Regions from separate parts of the Sus scrofa genome. Here region 2 is linked to region 1. Evidence: chromatin contacts called from public Hi-C data. All regions are on one chromosome and are shown on one strand. Each heading gives the region's core, a stretch centred on a gene start, on an enhancer-like site or on the middle of the called end of the contact. The rest is flanking DNA. Distances are from core to core; before and after follow the strand shown. Region 1 holds the start of GATA6 (GATA binding protein 6). Region 2 has its middle 190 kb from the start of GATA6.

Evidence for each region. Hi-C and Micro-C count contacts between places; a contact is called where the count stands out from the background.
Region 2: a contact with region 1 is called in a Hi-C map of omental adipose tissue, with 2.1 times the contacts expected there. The contact joins the enhancer-like site here to the promoter of GATA6 in region 1. A contact is called at or near these places in 1 of 5 promoter capture datasets (liver), 3 of 47 Hi-C or Micro-C datasets (epiblast stem cells, heart right ventricle and omental adipose tissue) and 1 of 2 datasets of contacts at active chromatin or transcription factors (skeletal muscle).

The regions. Positions count from the first base shown.
Region 1 is chr6:107,280,545-107,288,201 of Sscrofa11.1, reverse strand. It overlaps GATA6 (GATA binding protein 6), which reads right to left and starts at 3,875. Exons shown (of 6, transcript NM_214328.2): 1 at 2,713-3,875. The coding sequence starts at 3,838. It overlaps LOC100525229, which reads left to right and starts at 5,447. Exons shown (of 6, transcript XM_021096175.1): 1 at 5,447-5,535; 2 at 7,224-7,657.
Region 2 is chr6:107,467,802-107,475,458 of Sscrofa11.1, reverse strand. No RefSeq gene overlaps it. Among named protein-coding and RNA genes, the nearest start is that of GATA6, 190 kb to the right of the region's middle. Within about 2 kb of position 4,813, at least 5 of the 83 cell types and tissues checked have an H3K27ac peak or open chromatin away from gene starts, as enhancers often do. A contact at or near this core is called in omental adipose tissue, where this site is marked.

The DNA of each region.
Region 1 (7,657 bases), core at 2,626-5,125:
AGCTGAAAACCCAGAGACAAAACTTCAGATAAATAAAATTTATGAAGCTTGCCTCTTTTTAATGAAGCAAAATCTCTAACTTCAGTTCCCTCCGTACTTTCCCCCACTCCTCCTTTGGTAGCTGCAATCCTATCACTAAAATAAGAAAAACGCTACTTTTCGGAAATCACAACATCTGACTGTGCGGGATGCTCACTCACCAGTTTCCCCCTATTCATCCTCTCTCCTAACTTGGCTGTTTGGGGTGCCCCTGGGGAGTGAGAGACTCAGGGGAGAAGGGAATGGCCAGCAAAATGTCATCCCAGGAGGAGAATGGAACCCAGCTCAGCAAGAGCCTGGGAGGGCACTGCTCCCCGCCCCCAACCCCAAGGATAGAGCTCACCCCAGGACTCCCCACCTACTCACCCACCCAAAACCACCAGCCCATGGGAGAGGTGAATGGAGCAGGTTCCCAGCACCCACCACCACCCAACCCCCCTGCACTGTGCCAGTGGAGAAAGCACAGGGCTCAGGTTTTAGTCCTGCTGTTTGCTCCAATCAATTAAAGAGTGTCTCCAAAAAACGGTTTGTTTAAAAAAAAAAAAATTCAAAGTGGAGAAGCAGAGTTTAGGAAGCTGGGGGGGGGGGCGGGGGGGGAGGGGGGAAGAGGGACTGGGGGTTGAGGTCTCTCCAGCCTAAGAAGGCCTATGAGGACCAGCCAAGTTAAGGTCATTCACCACAACCGCCCCCTCCCCAGGCGGGCTTATTCCCAGCAGCTTCCTGCCTTTTTTTTTTTTTAAGACTCTTTATGCAAAACCTGGGTGCTCACAAACCCCTTTTCTTTAAAAAAAAAAAAATGCTCTGGGTCTATCAGAAATTTTTCTAACTCTGCAGTGTCCTACCTAGAAAGTGAAAAAAAAAAAATTGTGAAGGATAGACAAAGTTTAAAATGAAAAACTCTTCACTTGTCTGCACTAAATCTCTCAAAGGATTTCCCTCACAGAACCAAAGACTTTAAACATCCATAGACTAGGTCTCCTTCTCTGCTTCTTCTCTGTCCTGTGAAACGCTGGAAAAGAGCAAAGGGAGGTGGAGGTCACGAGAAGGTGTGTCGCAAAGCAGGCAGGGCTGCCCCCTACCCAACTCACACAACCTTTCAGATTCCCGGCTGGATTCTTGACTGACAAAAGCCTCACGCCCTAACCACCACCCCCTCCTCGTCCTTTGAAGATTCATCTCCCTGTCTCTCTGCCCCTCAGGAGCCAGACGTGGGTCCCTATGTAGCAAGAAAGGTGACAGTGCTGAGCTCCACACCTCAACAGGTTGCCTCCTTACCCCGACTCTACACCAGGACCCACAGGCCATCAGGATGGCCTCCAGGGCCAGCCGGGGACAAGGGAGAGGAGAGGAAATTCTGAGCCCAATGTTACTGAGAGGGTGGTTCAAATCAGATCCTTCACCTTCAGGCCACTATCATTCCCAGCTTGCCAGGGAACACAAGGTTGGCAACGCCTCCCTTGACCCTAAAAGACTTGCAGTCCCTAAACGGAGGGCGGCTGTGGTGGCACTCACAAAACAGCCCAGACCAGAGGTGAGAGCATCCGGGAGGGTAAGGCTGATGTGTGTCTCCTTGTCTTTGCCTCCTCTTTGACTCCCTCATCTCCCCTCAAAAAGGAAAAAAAAAAAAAAAAAAAAAAAAGACTTTTTCCCCCCGGTCTTAGGAGGCTGTCAGGTTATATCAAACAGGTTAAATACCCATAAGAGAGACCTCTGAAAGCATCAAGAAGGACCCAGAATGCCACTGCTGGGGAAAAGAGCCAAGGCGCCCTGATCAGGCCAGCCAACAACAGTTCACACCCTCCCTGCTTGAGCAGGACAAACACTTCTCAAGATGGGGCATTTCCAGGTATTTTGACAATTGTGTTTTCCCAGTTCACTCCAAACTGCCCCCAGACACTGGAATGGAAAGCATGAGTGAGAGTGGAGACTGAAAACTTGTTAGCTTGAACTCTGGAGAAAGAATGAGTGTGGGTGCCCCAGGACCCCGGGTTCCAGCCTGGCAGGCGCAGGAAGGGAGGGGGATCAACAGACCCAGACACTTGGGGAATTAATGTCAAGCCAAAGGACCCCTCCACCAGCTTTCGCTTCCAGACAGTCACAAAGCCGACCTCTCTTCTTTCCCTCTCACTGAGGGCCAGGGAGCTAAATGCCAACTAGGTCCTTTTCCACTCTGGAGCTCTTTTAAAACACTCTCCTTGAGGAAAACGCACACACACACGACTCCCAACCTTTGGAGGGTTGAATTGGGTGAGATTGCATTTGAGGAGAGGATGAAATGCAGAAAACTCCCCGAAATTACCCCGCAAGTGGAGTCTCACGATTTCGCCCACGCAAACTAGAGTCTGCCACCAGGCTTCGGCTCTGTCCGTTTCCCTCCTGGGCTCATTTTTTTTCATTTTTTCCAACTGCCCACCCCAGTCGCTATTCATCAGGTCCCTGGACGTCTTCCCAGACACTGAGCTACATCTGAGCATCTAGACTCTCTCCTGGAATGGCACTAAGACACTTCGCAAAACAGAAGCAGCACATCAGCTCTGTCAGACTCTGGGCATTCAGACAGGAATGCCCAAGTCAAGCAGCTGCTCCGCGTTCCGCAACGCCCCCCCCCGCCCCCAGTCCAGCCAGGCCTAGGCGCCTTGAGCCCCCACCCCCGCGCGGTTGCGCGACCCTTACCTGCGCTGGGGCCCCGAGGCACAGGGAGCGGGGCTCCGGCGCGACTCTGTAGACTGTGCAGCACCGGGGTCTCGAAGGGTCCCGCAGGCCATGCGGGCGTCAGCGGCGCACCCACGTAGGGCGAGTAGGCACTTGGGTGGTGATGGTGATGGTGATGGTACGTCCCGTTCAACGGCCGCGCGGCCGATAGCGAGCTGTATTGGTGCTCGCGGCTGCCCATGGCCGCCAGGCCACCGCCACTGCCGCCGCTCACGCCGCCCGCGCCCCCGCCGCCGGCAGCTGCGTAGCCCCCGGGGTCCCTAGCCGCGCCATTGGCCATGGGAGGGCTGGGCGAGTAAGGGAAGCGCGCCGAGACATGCGCCGCGGCCGAGCCTGCGCTGCCCGGCCCCGCCGCCCCGCCGCCCGCCGTGCCGCCTCCGCTGCCATATGGGGGGCTATCCGCTGAGGCCTGTGGCCAGCCGGGGTGCGAGCCCGCGCCGCCCGCATGATTGGCGGGCCCGCTGCCCGCCCCCTGCAGGTACGGTAGGCCTGGCAGCATGGAGCCCACGCGCGTGGTGGGAACGTAAACCGGGGAGCTAGCCGCCGCTGCGGCCGCTGCAGCCGCGGCCGCCGAGTGCACGAAGCCGCCGGGCGCTCCGTCGTAAGCGGCGGGCCCCTGGCTGGAGAGGGCTGCGAGGGTCTGGTACATCTCCTCCGGCTGCTCGGGTGCGAAAGGGCTCAGCTTGGCGCCGCGGCTGGACCACAGCAGCTTGCTGGCGGTCGCGGCCTGGTCGAGGTCAGTGAAGAGCAATAGGTCCTCCCAGCTCGACAGGGCGCCCCCGGGGGCAGAGATCCCGGGCGCCGAAGGTCCGTGAGGAGCCCCGAAGGGATGCGAGGCGTAAGGGTTGAGCAGCAGCGAGCGGGCTGTGGGTCCCGCCGCCGCCTCCGTGTCGAGCTGCGGCGTCCTGCAGTTGCTGGCGCCGCCGGGGCCACGCTCCCCACCCCGTGAGCAGCAGGAGGAAGAGGAGGAGATGGGGGAAGGCGGCGTAGAGGGCTCCCGCGCTGGAAAGCCTCCGGAGTCGCCGGCGTCCGCAGCCGCGGCCCCTAAGCGCTTTGGCAGACACCAGCCGCCGTCAGTCAAGGCCATCCACGGTCCCGCGCTGCTCCAAGCTGACTTCTAGCTCCTGAGACCGGGTGGGGAGGGAGGCAGGGTCGGGAGAAAAAATAAAAAGGAATTATCAAAAGCGCATGCTGCCCTTCTCACTTCCACTCCCCTCTCTAGATAATGAGATTCCTCAAAGATCCCGTCTCGGCCCAGGTTCTAGGGGTGGGGAAAGAGAGGAGCATGGAGCCTGCTCAGCCGCCACAAGGTCCTCCCAGAACCAGGATACCCGCTCTCCTTCTCCCGCACCTCCAGAGTCCCCTCGCCCTCCCCTCCCACCCTCCTTCGCAGCATCCTCCATCCACACGCGCGCCAGATCCCAGGGGTGACTGCGAGGCTGACCAAGGTTTTCCTTCCGCCCCGAAGTGGCTCCCTCCCGGCCGATGGCACACAAAGGAACTTTTGTTAAAGTAGCTGTGCGTGTCGGTGCTGCCTTATTACGCCCCGGTACGGAGGGCTCCCTCGCAGGGAATGCCTCAGTGTGAAGGCTGCCCGCTTGAAAATCATTAGCGCAGGGAAAGCAACCTGTCCCAGAAAACGAAACCACCGAGTTCTCCCATACTGGCTCTCCCAGAGCTTCCCGGACTGCGCTGACGAGACGCAACGCGAGCTCCAGAGAGAAATGCAACCCAGCCCAGGGAGGTGGGGCGCCTGGGCGGAGACCGCAGTCTCGGACCTTCAGGGCACAGGCAGTGCGAAGTCTCATGCCCAACCCGCGTCCCCGTGGCGCCGCACACCTTAGACACCGCTCGCCCCCGCAGCCACCGATGCGTGCGCTCACGCCGGCCGGGCCATGCCGGCTGGGCCACCCCGGCCCACCCCGCGGTCATCCCCAGGCGCGGAAAGGCTAGACGGTTCCGGAATGGACGTAGCAGGGTGGAGCGGAGCGCGGAGGAAAAAAGGGGGGGATGAAAGGGGGACTTGAGACCGCCCTGGAGACGAAGCCACCCCAAAAGGGAGAGCAGCAAGAATGACAGGGAGACTAGGAGGGGGTGGAGGGAGGCCAAACGCAGCCTAGCTGGCCTCTATGGGGCTGCTTTTCCAAATCGTTTCGGCTCATCGGAGATAACCATACTAAAATTAATACACACACAGACCCAGGCCAGATAGCACGAAAGAAGTCTCTGCGCGCCTGACTCCGGCTCCCGCCCCTTTGCGCCAAGATAACTCGGAGATAAGGGTGCGCGCAGATAAGCGCTTCGGAGAGAGGAAAAGACACCAGAAGTTAGTCCGCGGTATCCAGGAACCTGGGAGCCGCCACGGCCTGCCAGGAGTGGATAAGATAGACACCCTTGGAGCCGATCGCGGCCCGCAGAGGGCCGGAGAGCCGAGGCCGAGGGGCCTGCGTTGGGTGGGGGGTGCAGAGGAAGAAAGAGGGGTGCTCGAGCAAGAGAGGTAGCAGCCGAACCTGGGGTGGGCGCAGCGCATGGAGAACAGCGGTGGAGGAGTGTGCTCCCGAATGTGGAGAGAGGCCGAAGGCGCCAGCCGGCGAGCGCGAGTCCGGGGTCTGCGCGGTGCTGCTGGTGAATAAAAAGGAGAGAGGAGGCGCCTCTTACTGCTCTGCCGGAAAACTGCAGCCTGCGCTCCTGATTGGACTCACCGAGCCCTAAACAAACAGCGCTCGCCGAAGGGTGCCAGGCTGTGGGTCGGAACTGCGCTCAGCGAGCAGCTGGGCGCTGGAGGTGAAGAGGAGGAGGAGGAGGAGGGAACGAGGGGAGGAGAGAAAAGAGGGTGGGGAGGGGAAGGCGGGCGGCGGGGGAGGGGAGCGCGCTGCTAGGGCAGACAATGAGTCCCGCGCAGCCTGCGGGTGTGGGCTGAGCTGCGAGCGCGGTCCTAGGACTAAGAGCAAGTCCACCCAGGGGGCGCCGATCCCGGGGACGCCGGGGGAGGGGCAGAGGTGGCAGAACGCCTGACCTGGCTGGCGACCCACACCCATTCCTCCTCCCCCAGTTACACACATACTCAAGGGGGGGAGGCGCTGGCAGGGTTGACTATGCATAGTCCAACGCTGTCTCCGCAGCGGGAGAGACGCGCCATCTCGGGGGTCAGCGAGCCCTCAGAAAGTGAGGGGAAAGTGCCTTCCTCCGCTGGTCTCCCCCACTGCTGCCTCCACATTAAATGAACTTTTTGCCCCGTAGTTGTGTATGTTTCCCGACCTCTTCTCGAGACCTTGGGGCTCAGGTCCTGGTGGCCGTCGGGGGTCTAGTCTCCTGTGATGTAGGAAAGAAGGAACTAGAGCGCCTAGCTCCCTATCTCTGCTCCGCTTTTTACAAACGGTACTAAATTCCTGGGAAGTTTCGGGAGGTACACGTCGGCACTCCCCAGCTAATCTCTGAGAACTTTTAATTCGGGGCCCTGGTGTACGTAAAGGTTAGTCCACGAGGTGCGCAGAAGGGACAAGGGCTACTAGGCCAGTCGCGCTCTCCGAGTTCTGGTGTCCTGTTTGCTCTGAGCTTTCCCTGGAGAACTTCAGGTAAGTCACATATAAGTCGTTGGAAAGAGGAGGGGGGTCACCTTCCCTGGTTCCAGGGCTAAATACCACTTCCCCACCCCCACCCTCACATACACACCCCTTCTTCGCTCCCTCCAAATGGTTATCACAACTGTGTACAAACTGATACGGTCCTTCGCCGGCAAAGGGACTGGAAATGAACGTCGCGGGGTTATCAGCGCCGATCTGTCAGCAGGGAGTCGCGCGGCCCGCAGGTTCGTCCTCGGCAGGAGCCGTGATGTATGTCTCGCTCCCTTACGCTCACAAAAAGGATTTCTTCCGACAGCTGTGACCCCAGAAGGCTGTCGAAAATTTTAACTAGGGCAGGAGGAGTTGTTTTGTAGGAATGGATTTTTACACTTTTTTTCCAGGTAAATCGAAGTAAATGATTTTCTAAAGGTCAGTCTCCCTGAAAGCCTTTGGGCTGTGTGTGTGTGTGTGTGTGTGTGTGTGCGCGCGCGCGCGCGTGCGCGCGCGTGTGTGTGTGTGTGTGTGTGTGTGTGTGTGTGTGTTTCCAGTTGGGGAAGGGAGAGTTGCATAGAGTTGAACCCGGGTAGGTAGGGACATAATAAAATTTAAGAGTTTGGAGAGATTGTGAGAAGTCATGGCTAAATGTTTCCTTTCTATGTAACTGTGACTTGTGAGCCTGTGTATCCTGGGGGACAAGGGGACAGGGCCAGGCAGCGCGGGGGAGGAAGGTGCAGAATCGAGGAAGTCCACGATTCTCCTTTTCTTTTTTTCATTCTTCGTTGTAAATAGCTGTTAAACACTTCTGAATTTTAAATTGCTACCGAGAAGGTCCATAAACCGTTCTCATCCAATTTAGTCACTTTTATTACATTCCTCTTCGCCTCCCCCAATCACTGCGGCGGCTCCCAGTTTCAGCGTGGCCGTAATTCGGAAAGACTGAAGGTAGAAAACTCTGGAACGGAGATTGGCGACTGGAGCAGGATCCAGGGACTTTAAATTTTAACCTGAATTCGATTGAATGCATCTACCAGAAGAGATAGTCCGGCGTCCGCCGTCCACTCAACTCCGACCAGGGCTTCCAATGCCTTTCTTTTGGTTTCTACGTGAGTTCTGACCAAATTTTTACGTAGACTGAGTTTTGCAGAAGTTCACTTATAAGCCGTTACAGAAAGATTGTGGGCATTTGATTTCCTTTGAGTCCAATTGTTCTTAAATGTTTCTATGGTTTGCTCTCGAAAGCGAAGTTATCTTTTTCTAATTCATATCTTAGCGAGATGCTGTCTAAGGAAGACAAGTTAGCAAATAAATTGGCTAAGTAAGAGTCCAGCCTGTGAACGGCCTCC
Region 2 (7,657 bases), core at 3,564-6,063, 190 kb before region 1:
TATATTTTTTTCCAACTATGGGAGGGTCTAAATGAGGATCAAAATAATAGTAAGGAGGGACACGCCCACCTTTGTACAGATGAACGCTCTGTGGACCAGGCTGCACTTCATGAAAACGAAAACCCACCCCTACCTTGAAATCATTAAGAAGGAAGACATTGGTGTTTTATGCAGGAAGAATTCAGTATCTTTCTTCAAACATTTGGAGCATAAGTAGTCATTGATTTTGTGAATTTTATTATTTTTATATGGCCTTTAATGTATTGAAGAAACTTAGGTCAAGAGTTACAATACATAAACATTTTGATATATGCCCAATAATACTCCTATATTTTTACCAGTCAGTGTAACATGGAGATCTCAATTATCCCACTAATCTTCTCTGTTTGTAAAGTTTTTGTTATTTTAAAGTCTGGGACAAAAGTTCCACTTTGCAGCATAGGTAATCTCATTCTATTCTCTTTAATATATTTCCAACTCTATTTTTTAAATTAAAGTGTCATTAATTTACAATGTGGTACCAATTTCTGCTGTACAGCAAAGTGACTCAGTCATATATCTGTATATACATTCTTTCCAACTCTATTTATAACTTGAGTTTTATTGAAAGTGGAAATGCCATTAGGAGCTAAAACACTATGTTAAATAATCAGTGTGCAAAATAATCTTAATAATTACGCAACAACCAATATGTACAACAAAAACAGTGTTTAAATTTTAATTTAGGAATTCCTGTCATGGCTCAGTGGAAAGGAACCCATCTAGTATCCATGAGGATGTGGGTTCGATCCCTGGCCTCTCTCCATGAGTTAAGGATCCGGTGTTTCTGTGAGCTGCAGTCATGGCTCCATCTGGCATTGCCATGGCTGTGGCGTAGGCTGGCAACTGTAGCTCCGATTCAGTCCCTAGCCTGGGAACCTCCATATGCCATACCCACAGCCCTTAAAAAAAATTAATTTAATTGCCTCAAACTATTCCTGTTTAGGGATGTTTAAGGTCTCTGTGACCTGCCACTGTATCTACCACTTCCAACCTCTCTCAAAATCCTCAAAGGAGTGCAAAAACACACAAGATAAGTAACAGTTCACATAGAACCCAAACAAGAGAATGCTACTCTACAGCATTTATACCACTTACTCTCTGTATACACAATGCACATATATTATATGTATACTCACACATACTATATTATATATATATATACATATATATAACATACAGACATAGATATGTACTGATACACATGCAGACAATGTATAATGTTATTTGACCACCATTGACACCTTAGGGACACATATCTGATTTTAAAATATAAATCGATAAAAAACTATGCTTCAACCCCCCAAAATGAACTCTACCTATGATACTTCAAGAATGCATGCATTCCATGTATGGAAAGAGGTTCATGTTACAGAAAGACAGTAAAAAGAAAGGCCATTAGGAAGACAGTTAAGCACACAGGTTTGAATCCAGACACTGATTCCAAGTCTGGCTTGGCCACGCAGAAGTTGTATAACCTTGGATAAATATTAATCTCTCTGGGTTTTTCTGGAAAATGGAGAGAATAATAATAACTCAGAATTGTGACATGTAAGGTAATATCTTTAAAGCAATTTGCCCACTATCTAGAACATATAAGCACTTTTTTAGTTATTGTCATCCCTATCATTTCGAAGTGACACTCTTTATCACATTATTTTATTTTCCTCCAGAAAAAAAGTGTCATAGCACCTTTAAAGCAGGACTGAAAACGTAAAACAAAATCATTACGTAATTGAGAATAGCATGGGGAGTTCTGGCCATGGTGCAACAGGATCAGCGGCGTCTTGGGAGTGCTGGGATGCAGGTTTGATCCAGTTAAGGATCCAGTGTTGCCACAGCTGTGGCTCAGATCTGATCCCTGGCCTGAGAACTCCATACGCTGGGTGGCCAAAAAAAAAAAGAATGGCATCACCTCTGTGCCTCTGAAGCAAATGTCCCCTTAAGTCCTTGGATTCTAAATGTATGTCTTTGGACCACATATTTAAGGTGCTTGTTCTCATTAGATATTGGAAATGGGTGATAATTTCTGCTCTAGAGAAACAGATAACCTTCACTTGAATATCAGTATTCCAGTTACTTGGAAAAATAGTTTGTGGCTGGAAAATAAATACATCTGTGCTTTTATTTGGCTCATCTATGTTATACACATAGACTTTTTAAAATTTCTGTCCTGTTTTCCAGAAATGGAATCATACTCTATACACTCTACACAGTTGTTTGCATTTTGTTTTACTCATCAGTACTTCATAGAAATCCTTTCAATTCAACTGGTATAGCTCCATTTTATTCTCATTAATGGCTGCATAATATTTTATTAGTGGATAATCACTTTGTTCCCATGTTTTTGTTAGTTTCCTCTGGGATTTGGTGATTTTTTTTTCTGTTTTGCTACTATGAATAATCTCTATTCCTATCCAAACATCTTATTTCTGAGACTCTATCCTGTACAAATAAAATCACCAGTCCCTAAAAGGGATTTTAGAGTCAAAGAGCATATGAATTTTAAATTGTAATAGGTTCTTCCAGGTAGTCTTCTAAAAAAACTAAAATGATTTGCATTTCTATTAACACAGAAATGCTGAAAAGGATTTGAGGAGATCTGAATGAGGTACCAACCCTGTACACTACAGAGTAGGGGAAAAGTAAATGAAAATCTATAAAAAGAGGATAATTAAGTCTATTATGGTTGAGTTGAAACTCAGCAAAATATACATGATATTAAAGATTGTAAATATGAAGACTGTACTGATATGTGAAAAAATGTGGAAAATCTTAAATGAGTTCATGAAAATGGGTGCCAAAATGTCCTCTGTTGGTCATAATGCACTATAACACTAAATAAACACTAAATAACACTAAAATGTTATTAGAGAATGAAAAATGATAAGCCTCAAAATTATATTTCTTCTTGGAGTTCCCTTTGTGGCACAGTAAGTTAAGAACCCGACAAGGGGTCCGTGAGGATGTGAGTTTGATCCCTGACCTTGCTCAGTGGCTTAAGGATCTGGTGTTGCCACAAGCCGTGGCATAGGTCACAGATGTGGCTTGAATCTGGTGTCACAGATGTGGCTTGAATCTGGTATTGCTGAATTTCAATTAGACTCCAACCCAGGGAACTTCTATATGTCACAGATGCGGCTGTAAAAAGAAAAAAAAATTACTGTCATCCCCTACTGCAATCACGTAAAGTCTGTGTTTAAATGTCAATAAACAGAAAGTTTGGAAATGGATTTTAAATAAAACTATTTTAATTTAAAAATATTCTCAAAACTATTGACTGCAAGAAAATGTATCAAATGGTAATAGTGGTTCCCTATAGGCATTTCTCTTTCTTTTTGCCTGTTCATTTTTCCTGTGTTTTAGTTCACGAGCTTGATTATTTGAAAACCTTTTTCAACCTAAAAGAGTGCATTTACAGTAGAGGCATCTCTGCTATACTTGGACTTACTCCACATAAGTGGTTCATCCATCCAGGTAGTCACCCTGCACATTCTGATTTTGGGTCCAAGCTCATGGCCTAGCACTGCTCTGTTAAGAAAAACACCTATGTGAAGAAACAGTGGGGTACAGCTGCTGGCTTTTCTCAAACCCATTCCCTTCTTTCCTGGCACAAATCAGGATGTCTTCCCTGCATGCGCCATAGGTAGGTGTGTACCTGTGACCAAATTTTAGACAATGGATCTAAGCAGAAGTGGCAGGTATCATTTCCAAAAGGGCCCATGGCAGCCTTTCCACCTGCAGTGCTGCAGGCTTTTCTTACTCCTGCGGGCTTGATGGAAATGCGCTTGGTGATCCCAGAGGCCTCTGGTGCATGAGGAGCCCCAACTTGACAGACATGCCTGCCCATCATCAGTGCACACTGCTCAGAAACTCTCATTTTCTTTCTTTCTTTTTTTTTTTTTTTTTTTTTTTTTTTTTTTTGTCATACCATGGCACACAGACGTTTCCAGGCCAAGGATCAAACCCATGCCACAGCAATGGCAACACCAGATCCTTAACCCGCTGAGCCACCAGGGAACTCCCAGAAACACTCATTTTCAATGTGAGGCAAGCAAGACAGTCAGTTCTAATTATATGAAGCTACCGAGATAGGAGTGTTTGCAAAAAAAGAAAAAGAAAAGAAAAGAAAAAAAAAACCTCTCAACTAAAGGAAAGGGACAGAGATGAGGAATGACAACAAATTCAGTTGGAAAGTACAATAAAAGTCAACTTTGAATAATTGGATCTCTACAGCTATTCCACATCAGTGGTGTTTATATAAGAGTAGTTTCCTCCGAAGTCTTTAGCAACTCATGAATCACGGTGCTTATCCTCACCCAGAGACAGCTCCGGGGACAAGGGAAAGGAGCCTGTGATGGGAGGGAACCCCCACGGGCCCCATGTTCATGTTTCAACCTTTATCCTCGCCCTGGGAAGAAGCAGAATATCATCTCCAGGTGTCCTCCACTATCTTTTCTTCACCCCCACACTCAGCTATTACCAGCACCCCCACCATTCTTAGACACACCCTGCATTTACTATGTGACAACTGAGCAGGTTATTCTGTGTGACTGGCGGAGACATAGCCGCAGGGCTGTCAGAAGACCTGGGCCCCAGGCCCCATGGAGAAACAACCTGGAAGCCGGAATCGAGCCCCTGAATCTCCCTCTGACTGTTTTTCATCCGCAGAACAGACGTCAAGAAGATTATGGGCCACTTACCTCACGGGGCTGTTGTGAAGGGCAGAGTGAGATCATAGGCTTAAATAAGATGCAAGGTATTGTATTTATTTCTAGAACTGGCAGAAATACAAAACTAACTGACTTCCTAGCCTCGAGGAAGTTGCCTGAATAGTGTTTCATATGGACTTTTAGCCCAAGGATTTTGAAGATCCCTCAAACATTTCCTTGCTTTCCCTAAACAAGCCAGCTATGGTCCATCTCTTTGGCCAATGAGAGGTTGCTGTAAATCTACAAATCAGGACCTTGCTTTCAACAGCTACCAATTCCCACACTCATCTGGATACGCTGCATTAGAATGCTCAATAGTTACTACGTTACTAAGTCTCCTACAAAATATTTCCTATTCTTATGTAATGGTAGGAACCCTCATGCTCTTCTCAGAGTCAGTCTCCAATGTTAGAAGGGCTCATCTCTCTTCCTGGGTCACCTTGTTGTTCTTATACATCATTCTTCTCTATCATGTTCTTTGCCTCCACTTTAACACAATGTCCCCAAGTCCTAAAAATGCTCAGCTCACCCACGTCACCGAGAGGCCAGATTTGCAAGGATGCTTGCAGGGGAATACAGGAAGTTCAAATTTGGCTGTGCTATTAAGTGCATTCAGAGGAACACCAGTTCATGGTCACATTCAGTACAGCTGCTTGATGTATTAACTCACATTCAGGAGTCCAAAATTTCATGTGTGGCCGCTTCCTGTTTCCAGTTTTGAAGGAACTTGTCAGGTTTCTCTGCAACTGCACCACAGCTTGAGGTGGTGAAGGTGGCTGGAGAAACGCTCTCCGTTGTTTGAAGGTTGGAACAGGACATTTCTTCACCCTGAGCTTCTGCGAGGCTCTGACAAGCAGACAAGACAGATGAGCCTGGCATGTGGAACAGTTCTCCTCTGTGGGGTTAAGTCCCTTGCAGGGAGAGCAGGACTCTGAACTTGAGGTTGATTCACATGGGCCTATCTTAGCAAAAATTTTTCTCAACAGTCGAGACCTAGAGCTACATGCTGCTGTCTGAGTGTGGGGAGAGGATTTAGAAACGACATTGTGTGGTGCCTACAAGTGGTGCTATTCCATGCTGATTAAGAGTCCAGCCTTTTGCCAAGCCTGTGCCCCTTCAGCTGCCACCATCCAGACTTTATCTGTCCTCAGGGACAGTCCCCAGAGCCCCTGACCCCTGAGGCTCACCACAGTCATTCCCACCCACCCCATCTCTCCTTTTTCAGGGACACCCCAGCAGCTGCAGTCACTTGATATGAGTTTAAGGAGGATGACAGGTTATTAAAGAAAAGACGTGGAGTTCCCATCATGGCTCAGTGGTTAACAACTGGGAACCATGAAGTTGAGGGTTAGATCCCTGGCCTCGCTCAGTGGGTTAAGGATCCGGTGTCATGAGCTGTGGTGTAGGTTGCAGATGCGGCTTGGATCCCGCATTGCTGTGGCTGTGACGTAGGCTGGGGGCTACAGCTCCAATTCGACCCCTAGCCTGGGAACCTCCATATGCCGCGGGAGCGGCCCTAGAAAAGGCAAAAAGACTAAATAAATAAATAAATAAATATTTAAAAAGTAAACAAAAGACTTCATTTCTTGCTACTCATCCTAAGTGGACTTGTCTGTTTCCCTCCTTCCTACACACACGCACGTATGTACCCACACATGGGCATAAGCTGGTGTGCAGAGGAAAAGCCCAGACCTTAACAAAATTACTCCCCTTCTTTGAGTTTCTTTGTCCCTTCCTCAAATTGGAGGTGATGTAACCTATCTAAATGAGGGGCCATTTTGAGGCTGGGGTGCCGAGTTCATACCAAATATCCCCTTCCTAGTAGCTTTTCTCCAAATTATTTAATAGATCTTATGAAATGTCTTGATTGGTTTTGCCACTGACTTTTCCGTATGAAGACATACGAGAGGCAGGAGAGTGTAGGAGTTCAAAGTGCTGCTCTAAATTCATTTCTGTTTCTTTGCTGTGTGGCCCTGGGCAAGGGACATAACCGCTTTCTGACTTCATTTCTTCATCTATAAAATTGGGGATAACAGGGACCCAGCTCACTGACGTGTTGTGAGGATTAAATGAGATCATGTAAGCAGGCCTTCAGCATAGGGCCTGGCCTATCATACATGTCCAGTAAGAATTAGCAGTTTTAATATGATTATTATTGTTATTTATTATCATGGCTGAGCAAGAAGCAGAGGACAATTGACACCACCAGTAGAGATGGGCTCTGAGCGATTTTCATGTGCTGAGGAAAATCCTCCTTTGCCCGTCCCTTCTTACACTGTCCAGTGGGCAGCTGGAGTTGTCTGCCTTGTGGACACTTTATTCTAAGAAGCTTATTCAGTGTGCTGACGGCTTTTGATCTCCCTGATTTTGACTCGTAGAACATCAAGAGGAAAATACTGCGTGATGTGTGTGTCATGATATCGTGGTTTCCTTCTAACAGGAGCAGGAAAGATAATACCATGGGTACTGCAGGCTTGTTGTGTAGCTATCTGAATGGAGGGATCCAAGCCCTAAAACCAACACCATTTACCCAATTGTCTTTGAAGAAAAGTAACTGTTAATCATAAAGTGGAAAGAATCTTTGGGAAAACTTTATCAGTATTATCAGCCTATTAGTTTAACATGGTCTAATCCTTCCCCAGACTATTTACTCAGGCACATTAAGGGCTTCTGGGTTAACCCTCCCCGTACTGTGGGGCTCCAGTTGGGGGCAACCTGTTCTCATTGGCTGTTTTTACCCAGAATGTGAAGGATACACGATCACCTTGTGCAAAGAACAAGAAGAACATTCTGGTGTCAGTGCCAGCAGCTCCCGTGTTTTCACTTCCAGCAAATACCAAGTCCTTCCATCTTTCACCCGCTTATATGTGGAGAGACTGAACAAAACGTTCTGACATGAGCTTGTT